Linked DNA regions of Mus musculus: region 1 is linked to region 2. Evidence: chromatin contacts called from public Hi-C data. All regions are on one chromosome and are shown on one strand. Each heading gives the region's core, a stretch centred on a gene start, on an enhancer-like site or on the middle of the called end of the contact. The rest is flanking DNA. Distances are from core to core; before and after follow the strand shown.

Region 1 (4,806 bases), core at 1,602-4,101, 420 kb before region 2:
AGGGCTTCTTCCTCCTATTCTTGGAACATCTGCAGTACCCCATGACACAAAATTCCAGTGAATTCACATTGTGTGGAAGTTTAGAGGTAGGCAATCATTTTGCATTCCCAACTTAGTTATCAGGTATTCCAAACATTATTTTTAAAGGTATTTTATTCATTTTTAAATTAAAATATAATTACTTCTTTTCCCCCTCTCCTTTCCCCCTCTCCTTTCCCCCTCTCCTATATACATATATGTATATATGTATACATATATATCTCAGAATATATATTTTTTTCAGGAATGACTACATGGGATAATTGATTGAGGGGTTCTGCAGACTTCCTCCCGGAAGACCTGAACAGGAGTATTCTCAGCATGTCTTTGTTGCCTGTAGTTCAGTGTCTAGGGTTGGAGCCCTGTGAGATTTGCCCCTCCTATGTTAGCATATGTATTGCTGGTGTCCTTGTACATGTCCAATTTAGGCAGCCATATCCATGGCTGTCACTTCTCTGTCACTTTTAGGACCTGAAATCTCACAGAAAACTTCTTGGTCTCTTTTACTCTTACAATCTCCCCCATCTTCTGCTTCAAATCCCTTGATCCTCAGTACAGGAGGTGCATTTTAGATGGGTCCTTATTCTCTGCATTTTAAACAGTTGTGATTTTCTGTAATGATCTCTTTCTTTTGGAAATGGAAGTTCCTTTGATAGGAGGTGAGGCCTACACTTACCTGTGGTCATACAGATAAGTGCCTAGAATGCAGTTAGGAATTACCTTCATTTAGTAAAGTGATACCTGTAGTTTCTTCTCTGAGACCAATGACCTCACTAGCCATGAATAGTTAGGTTTCCACTACCAGACACAATTTCTTTCTGTTGAGCAGGCTTTAAGTCTCATTAGAAAGCTGTTGGTTACCCTCGAGAAATACATACTGCTGTTGCACCCTTAGGGTTATAGTATATTGCTGGCCATTGTAGTTTATAGGTGTTATACCTGGATAGGCAAGTTAGTTGTTTTAATCCCTTGATAGTTTGAATGGAACCATCTAGTAGCATGGAGACTAGTACTGGGGAAGAGACTTAAAAGTCAGATCCAGCTCAGGACCTCTGGGTCCTGTGTTTGAAGTACATGGAGTCTTTGGCCATAAGGACTTACCTTGCATTGCTAGGATGCAACGTAGACAATAGCTTAGGTTGTGGGATGTTCAAGTAGTGCTATTCAGACTACGGGGGTGGGGAGCACTGGATATAGCACCAAGCTAGGCCTTCGAGGTTGGGAAGGCTTCAGGAATGTACAAGAAGTAGAGGGTTGGATGGATATTCCTACAGTCTTAAAGTCCAAATTTCCATTAAAGCCAGAAGTTGTTAACTAGTGCAGGAAAAAAAAATTATGACATTCTAGAAAACACAGAGGACAAACATTCATATCCCAGATTTTCTTGGGCATTTCTTTTTTCCACATATCAGATAACCAGTAATTCTGAAATCTACCACAGAGATGGAACACAATCATACTTCAGCTTCTTTTCATTCTTTCTTTTACTTAAAAAAAAACCCTTTTAACAGAATGAAAACTCTTTTAATTTTTTTATTTTACTTCTAAATAATCAATTAGAGGAGGAAATCCAGGGATTTAGAATCATGAGTGAACTGTTCTCTCACTTTGTAAATCGGCTTTGCAAAACACAGTAGATCAGAGAATTCATGATAATTATACATGGTAACTTATTAAAACTAGAATTATAGAAAATAAATGGCACCAAGCTAACAAAAGACACTGACACGTTACAAGATGCCGCTGAGCAAAAGAAAGGAAATGTTTTGTGTGCAAGTACCTGAATGTCACTTTTGGCTCTCACAAGTATGGGTTTCAATTTTCAACTTTTGTTGGGTCCCCACAAATCATGGCTCCTGCCCCAGTATTTGTTTAATAAAATTTATTATTTGTACATGAGATGAGAGTCTCTTAGAATCCACATCCCATAAGGGAGTTCCGGTAGGATAGCAGTGGCTTATTTCAGGTGGACCAGAACACCCAAAACAAATGAAAGCACGTCTAATTGGTTTGGCCAACAGGTGGCGCCATTGTGCTGGGGGGGAAAGCATGCCCTCCCTTATGGGAAGTTGTAGGCAATATTCTGGGTGTGGAGATCTCGGGGCTCAATAGACGATCGATCAATCTCCTTTTTGTCCACTTATGTAGGAGCATTAATGCAAGACGAACGACAGCACCTCCCACAGCTCTCAATTCTGTTTATTCTGTTTCCCTTTTACATGAAAGTTTGACTTTACTGGTCTTATTTCTAACCCATGTTTTGTGAATCGTGGTTCAAATTACGGTTGCTACTAATATAATGCATTTCTTCTTTCTGTGTTAAAGAGAGACCAGAGCGTCTTTATTATCATTTCTGTTTTGGCAATGCTAGACAAGCGATGGTTGACTGAAATGTCATAGACTTTGGGGAGAAATAGAAATTATGCAAAAGCATAACGCAGTGACTTTTATTCTTTGCGGTTAGTGGTCTATTTTATTGCTTCGTCCCGAAATAAAAGCCGTCCAATTAAAAATATAATTACTTTTCTGGTAGTGTGTTTAAAACGAAAGATCTGACAGGATGGTATTTAAATATGCATCCTAGCTTTTGTAGCAGACGATGAAACCAAAGACTGCTTCTCTCTGTTCATTAAAAATTCACCCTTTTTTTCCTTCAGAGCAAGTCTGTTGACTGTTATCTTCTGCCCCGTCCCTCACCCTCCCCAGGGCAGTTTAATTTCGGGATATTGCTCTTCTTTGTATTCCTCCCACGCTGTTGTGAAGTGTTGCTATGAGGCAGAGGAGCAGCTGCTATGCCTGTCCCCAGCAGTGGCTGGATTCCAACAGTGGGCACAGGCAGTTATGTAAAGATTAGCTTTCAAGGTTTCCTGGGAAACTAGTGATACTGGTCCAGTCAGATTGGACACAGAAAACGAGAAGATTAAGTTTAACTTTGGACAAACGAACTGCGAGTGGTCAGTCCTGCGGGGGTGGGGTGGGGGGGGGGTGGGGGGGGTGCGACTCTGCAAGCTCAATCCACAGTAGTCGGCTTCACCTTTATTTTGAAAGCATATAATATATTCATATTGGAGAAACATTGAAATTATCCAGGCGACAAAGATAGTCGTGTTGAAATGAAGTTTACCGCCTTATTCACTTGCCCAGGGTCGTTACCTAAAATGATTTTGTTGATTAACAAGATACTAAACTTTCCCTCACTACGCACAAAAAAGCAAAACCGAGTAGAAGCTGCAGTTGTTTGATGAATTCAACATGCAAAACACTAAGCTAGGCAAGGTCAAAGTTCACCTCGTAATTTGCTCATTCCATTTCGCTGGAGTATCGAGTAAAGTTACACTTGGTTCTGTGTCAGATTTTGAAAAAAACAGAAAAATCCATGCAGTATGTCTCATGGAAGCCCCATAGGTTAGGAAAAGAAACGAGAGACATTGAAAGCCTGATGTGGCCCGATGATCCATCCGTGGATGTCTGAAGGCCACTGGGGGACTCTTCTTTTAATTAGCACCCTCTGTGGAAAATTCTAGAATGCCTACTCTAGTAGAACAACTATTGCTAAATGCTGGAGAAAAGTCACTTGGAGTCTCAGTTTTAAAAATGCCTGTCTAGATGATACAAACAGAAACTTCTGAATGGTTGGTTGGATTGCTATATTTTGGCCAATAACTCACAGTCCAAAATGCAATTAGTTAAGACATCAGTCCAACCTGAAAGAGCTTCAGTATAAAGAAGTAGACAGACTGGTAATAAAGAAAGGAAGATCATTCTATTGCAGAAATTCACAAATATTACAAATTAGTAATTTGCTGCGGACTGACCTCAGTCGGGCTCCCCTCAATCCGTGCTCCGGAACTCGGAGTTCCAGACAGGTGGGCAATGGAGTTGGCGAGAAATGACAAACAAATACAGACCCAGAGAGAGTGTGTATCTGAATGTAATTTGTCTCAAAGTGAGCACCAGTCTTATAAGTGACTTTTTCACAAAACAGAGGAATGCATACAAAAAGCTAACATGAACCAAGTGGGATAAAAATCAATGTTAACAACTGGGATCGAAAGCAACCCCATCTAAGGTCAGCTTAATCTTAGAAGTCAGGGACAAGGGCTTCATGCCCTTGCCATAGTTCCAATTCTAGTCTATTGTATAGTCCACCTTCCCCCTAGGGCATTGTAAATTCCTGTGTAGGAGTGTAACTCAGCTATCTATAGTTCTAAGTATCTACTCTGGTTCCTCCTTAGACCACAACCTTCCTTCTTCCTAGAATTTCCATATGTAAATTCTTGCATATGGGAGTAGCTTGGCTATTATTCTAAGTGATTGTGTGTGTGGGGGGGGGGTACTTTCTACTAATAAGTAATGTAGTCTGCCATACTTGACTGTAATGAAGATTCTAAGTATACTTTGCTAAGCTTGCCCATACTGTAAGAGAGTATGCAAGACCCTCCATACTATCTCAGGGACAAATCCGAGACATTCTAGCTATGGGCATGCCAAATTTCCAGGAGACTAAGTTTCCGTGAACTTTTCGCCATGGGACAGTGGCCAGGTTTCTGGGGCCTGTCACGCATGTCACTACTGGAGTGGATATAGCAGTTACCTATTGTCATTATTACACCTTTCATAGAAGTTGTATTTCAGAAATGAGAATTTATTTATATGTTTTCTTCTAGGGACTGACAATTGCTTCAATAAATTACCCAGGTACCCCATTTAAATATTGTAGACATTGATAAGGGGGTCTTTATATTCTATTTCAGGCAACTGTGTTCT
Region 2 (5,192 bases), core at 1,577-4,076:
CACCTGCCTCTGCCTCCGGAGTGCTGGGATTAAAGGCGTGTGCCACCACACCCGGCCTTTTAATTTTTTTTGAAGTATTATAATGTAACGCACTGTTATAGCTTGTTTTTCCTTGCTATTATAAACAACATGACTAAAAGCTTCTTAAAAAACAAAGGAGGAAAGACAGACTGGATAAGTCTATCACCAAAGCAATCAAGTCTAGAACTTAGTGTTAAAACTGAATCAGAGGCCATGGAAGAATGCTGCTTGCTGGTTTACTCCCTATGGCTTGCTCAGCTTGCTTTCTTCCACCACTCAGGACCACCACTAATCGTCATCAATCAAGAAAATGAACCAACCAGTACCCCGGAGCTCTTGACTCTAGCTGCATATGTATCAAAAGATGGCCTAGTCGGCCATCACTGGAAAGAGAGGCCCATTGGACACGCAAACTGTATATGCCCCAGTACAGGGGAACGCCAGGGCCAAAAAAAAAAAATGGGAATGAGTGGGTAGGGAAGTGGGGGGGAAGGGTATGGGGGACTTTTGGGATAGCATTGGAAATGTAATTGAGGAAAATATGTAATAAAAAATTTAAAAAAAAGAAAATGCTCCATAGTCTACAGTCAAGCAATACTTCATTTAAGGTTCCCTCCCTCATCACAAATAACCCTAGCTGTGGCTAGTTGTCAGAAACCTAACCAGCATACCCCATCAATATAATCAGCCTTTGAAAAATGCAAATTTTGATTTTTTTATGGAACTATAAACCAAGTAGAACAAGGTCTTCTAATATTTGACTTTTTATAAAACCCAATATACGTATATACAGCTAATATCTTCTTTGGGAGAACGTATGACTTTTCTGGACATTTGTCATTAGAGATTAGAATTTCCAAAGAACAAGAAAAAGAAAATTGAAACTGTACCTTCCATTCAAATACTACTGTCGTCAGAATGCAAGGATAACATCCCTGAGAAGAACAGAATCTTCTAAAGACAAGAGGAAAGGGACAGATTGCTGCAATTAAAAGAAGTGCTGATGTGCTGGTCCATGCCGAGTAAGAAGATAAAAATGTGATTGATTATTGTGCTTTAAATTGAAAATGCTTTATTCCCAGATAATAGCATTTTCTCTTCCAGGAATGCCAGTCTAATTAAGTATAAAAACTAATATGCTGGGTCTTTTCCATTTCAATAAATATTTAAGCCCAGAGTCTAAGGAGGCTCTGTTAGTCATTTGAACACAGTGTGAACATAATTAGTTTTGTAAATTATTCATGAGCTACAGTTTTAAGTATAGATGAATGAATGATAGATAGATAGATAGATAGATAGATAGATAGATAGATAGATAGATAGATAGATAGACAGACAGACAGATAGATAGATAGATAGAAATAGATGGAGAGGAGAGGGAGAGATAGGGATAGGAATGAAGAAATGGATAGAGGTAGATATAATGTTCCAAGGGGAAAAGTTGTTTGGTTTTATGGTGTGTGTTTGATCACCTGACATGTCAGAAATAAGTCATAGGAACTAAATCATCTGAGAATACTAGTCCTTTTCTGAGGGGTATGAGATGCACAAAATGGGCGTGGAAACCTTTAAAATGTGGCCAGTCCTCTCTTTTGGTACTAAGGTCTGACGAATCCTCCCCCTACACAACTCTTCATTAAATGAAACAAAAACGTAGATTGTTTCCCCCTGTAGATTACAGCAGAGCACACTGGCAAGCTTAAACTGAAAAAGGTTTTGTGGTTTTTGTTCTATTGCCCTGACTGAACTCAAAACCATGGCAATTCACCTGCCTCAAGAGTGTTGCATCTATTCGACTGGAAACCTGCAGATTGCACAACTGGATTAGAACTTTCACAATGGCCTTTTTTTTTTCTTGCGGGAACTTTAAAAAATGTTTTCGGTAAGGCTAGAACTTGCTTTTCTTGCCTCATTTTTGCACTTCCAGTATGCAACAGAACCAGGAAGTGTCATTGAATATGAAAGCGACGTAGAAGGGAAAGAAGACAATCAACAGAATGGGATTTCAGGTCACTGACGTAAACTTTTCCAGGTGACCCAGGAACTCAATCTAAACACTGACATTCTATAAGGTGTCTGATGTAATCCTACTGCTGTACATCCATTGGTCGTTTAAAAGCAATGCCCTCTATTAAAAGTAGATGCTTCTGGAAATATTTCTAGCATTTTGATATGCATAGACTTCCCTTTGAGAAGTAGATTAGCAGTATGTGCATGTGTTGGATAAGCTAATAGGATCTAAAGATATGTGTGGCTTGGGGAACCCCACCATAGACTGGAAAAGAGACAAACACTTCAATACGTGCAAATAGATGTTCTGACAAAAAGCAAAAGCTGTTTGTCCCTGTCACATTCCACCTCCTTTTCTCCAACTTATCTCTATCAACAGAAAAGTATTTGCAGTGGGGATTGACCCTTTATTCTCAAATGCTGTAAATCTTGGCTGTAAAGAATCATGTCTAGCTCTGCTACTGCTAATGAAAATTCACCCAGAATAACCAGAACTTCCTGGATCCCAAGACTCCAGAAGGTCATGGCCAAACGACTCAGAACCACATCACCTTCAAAGCAGCAATATCCCCTTCCTTCCAAAGGATCTTGAAAGTCTGTTTTCACAGAATTTGGTTTCCTTCGGGTCTTTCTGAAGTTATGAAGCACACAATGTGTCCCCACCACCACCACCACCATCACCACTACAAAAAAATAATTTAGTGTTTTTACAACATCTCCTTAAGACAGTGTCCAAAAATAGGAAGCAGCTCTACTTCAGTAAAGGACAAGGAGAAATATATATCTTTTCATGAGTTTGGCTTTCTTAAAGTGCAACTAAATGAAAGAATGTGGGGGAGGATTCCAGTATAAAGCAACGGTGGATAAAAAAGAACCACCTACGAAAGTGTTCCTTTAAAAAGCAACATGTTTCACTAGGAGGTTCACATAAACGTTACTACCTACCCCAGATGGCCTTCTCATCGTCTCATCTTCTTCATGGGAGATCCTTTAGACCCTAGCTTTTCTTGTTTGTTTCTTTTGGTTATTTTTAAATGCAAGTTACATGACTCTTAAACATCTTGTGCCATGCTAAATTCTTAATAGGGGTTGGATGGTGGGGGTGTATAACACGATTTGTCTATTTGCATGTATCGTATTTGGAACAAGGCAAGGTTCATCTCTAAGGAAGTCAACCACTAGGAAATGCATCAATCTTCCTGGGTGCTTATGCTAATATTATCAATAACATTAGAAGTGTTTATGCTACCGATATAGAAAGCATTTTATGTGCATGTGTGTATTAAATTCACGCAGTTTATAGATAAATATGCATGCAAATCTGTGAGCATATAGCAGTTGCTTTAAAATGCATGCATATGCAAATTGGCTGTAATATGTTTCTATTGGCAAGCTCCTTAGCATCCTTGGTTCCTTGGCATTGAGTATTAGAGTTACTCTCTCATCATGGCAGTACTCAAAGCTGCAAAGACATATCCCCAAAGCTTGATAAGTACTAGTCCTCTCTCATACAATGTGGTTAGAATTACATGCTGATGGGCTGATAAGCAAAATGCAGAGTCTCTTTTGCAGCCCTGTAGCCTGGATTGGTGGATGCTACAGTCTCTCTGCCCTTCTTTTCACCTTTGTGAACGTGCTCTCTAAGAATCCATTCCCCAAGTTTCCTAACTTAGATGGTTTGCTTTAGCCACGGCTTGAAATAGACCAGGATTCCGATGTCTTCACCCTTAACAACTGAATAGAAAACACACATGGGCAGTGAAAAAGAAAATAAAGACTTTCAGCTTTTGATTTTGATGTAACAACAAGTAAAAAGCAAAATAAAATAAAAATTACCCAAATATATACTATACCTTCAAATTATAAGTTAAAGATGGCCTTTACTTATACGATTCTGAGGATGAGGCTGATGATGCTGATGAAGACAATGATGATGGTGATGGTTATGATGATAATGATTGAGACACAGAGTTATATAAACCAGGCCAGCTTCAAGCTTACTGTCTATCTGAGAGTGACTTTCAAATTCTAACCCTCCTGCCTCCACCTCCTGATGACTGGGATTATAGCAATATGCCATTAGGCCAATTTATTTTTGGTTTGTGCATTCATTTAATTTTAATTTTATGCATGTGAATGTTTTACTCGTGTGTGTGTGTGTGTGTGTGTGTGTGTGTGTGTGTGTGTGAACGCCACATGTGTACAGTTCCCAGGAAGATTATTGGATTCCCTTTGAACTGGAGTTATTTAACTGTGAGCCTCCATGTGATACTGGGAACTGAACCTGAATCTTCTATAAAAGCAATAATAAATGTTCCTGACTACTGAGCTATCTCCAGCTCTTAGTCCAAGTTTTATACAGTCTTCTGTGTGACAAATCAGCATTCTATCAACTGAGTTTTATCCACAGGTTTTATTAAAGTTATTGTTTAACTTTTATTTTGGAGATTATATTTTATTATATATGCTATAAATGACACCACAATATAATTACATCACATTTGCTTTTACTTTTCCCCCTTGGAGCCCTCCCTATATCCCTTCTTGCTATCTTTCTAATTTTTTCATTGATTGTTGTTACGGACACATATGTGTATTTATACCCATATATATTCCTAAATACAACCTGATTCTTTTGTATAATATTACTTGTATGTACACTTTCAGGGCTGATCATTTGGTACTGGGACATGGATCTCTGTGCTTTTCCCTGGACAAGACTTTTTTTCCCCCATTCTCAGCATTGCATAGTTGCCTATGGTTCTTTGTAGAGGGTTGAGGTCCTGTCATCTTTCCCTATGAGCATATCTATTTTTGTTGTACTTATTCATTGCATGTTTGGGCAGCTATAAAGGCATACTTTCTTTGTCTGATGACAACAAGTTAACATTATTTAATCCTGCTCTTTTAAACATGATTTTTAAAAAGTGATTCTAAAATATTTTAGATAGACACAACGTAAATGTTAACTAACTAGGGTTTATTTAAAATGGGTTAGAGCTCTACAGTGCATCAGAAATTGTTTTAAAGCTTTATATACATTTTTCTCTATGTAATTTTTATATCAAGTCTACATAACTAATACTATCATCAACATTTTATATAAGAAAGTTGAATTACAAAAAGTAGAAAACTTTTTAACATATATTTAACATGTATTA

The links. Hi-C and Micro-C count contacts between places; a contact is called where the count stands out from the background.
Region 1: a contact with region 2 is called in a Hi-C map of cortical neurons. The contact joins two enhancer-like sites. A contact is called at or near these places in 4 of 484 Hi-C or Micro-C datasets (bone marrow-derived macrophages, cerebral cortex and cortical neurons) and 1 of 115 datasets of contacts at active chromatin or transcription factors (neural progenitor cells).

What each region holds. Positions count from the first base shown.
Region 1 is chr11:111,520,931-111,525,736 of GRCm38.p6, reverse strand. No RefSeq gene overlaps it. Among named protein-coding and RNA genes, the nearest start is that of Gm30158, 11 kb to the right of the region's middle. Within about 2 kb of position 2,851, at least 37 of the 459 cell types and tissues checked have an H3K27ac peak or open chromatin away from gene starts, as enhancers often do. A contact at or near this core is called in cortical neurons, where this site is marked.
Region 2 is chr11:111,098,570-111,103,761 of GRCm38.p6, reverse strand. No RefSeq gene overlaps it. Among named protein-coding and RNA genes, the nearest start is that of Kcnj2, 35 kb to the right of the region's middle. Within about 2 kb of position 2,826, at least 11 of the 459 cell types and tissues checked have an H3K27ac peak or open chromatin away from gene starts, as enhancers often do. A contact at or near this core is called in cortical neurons, where this site is marked.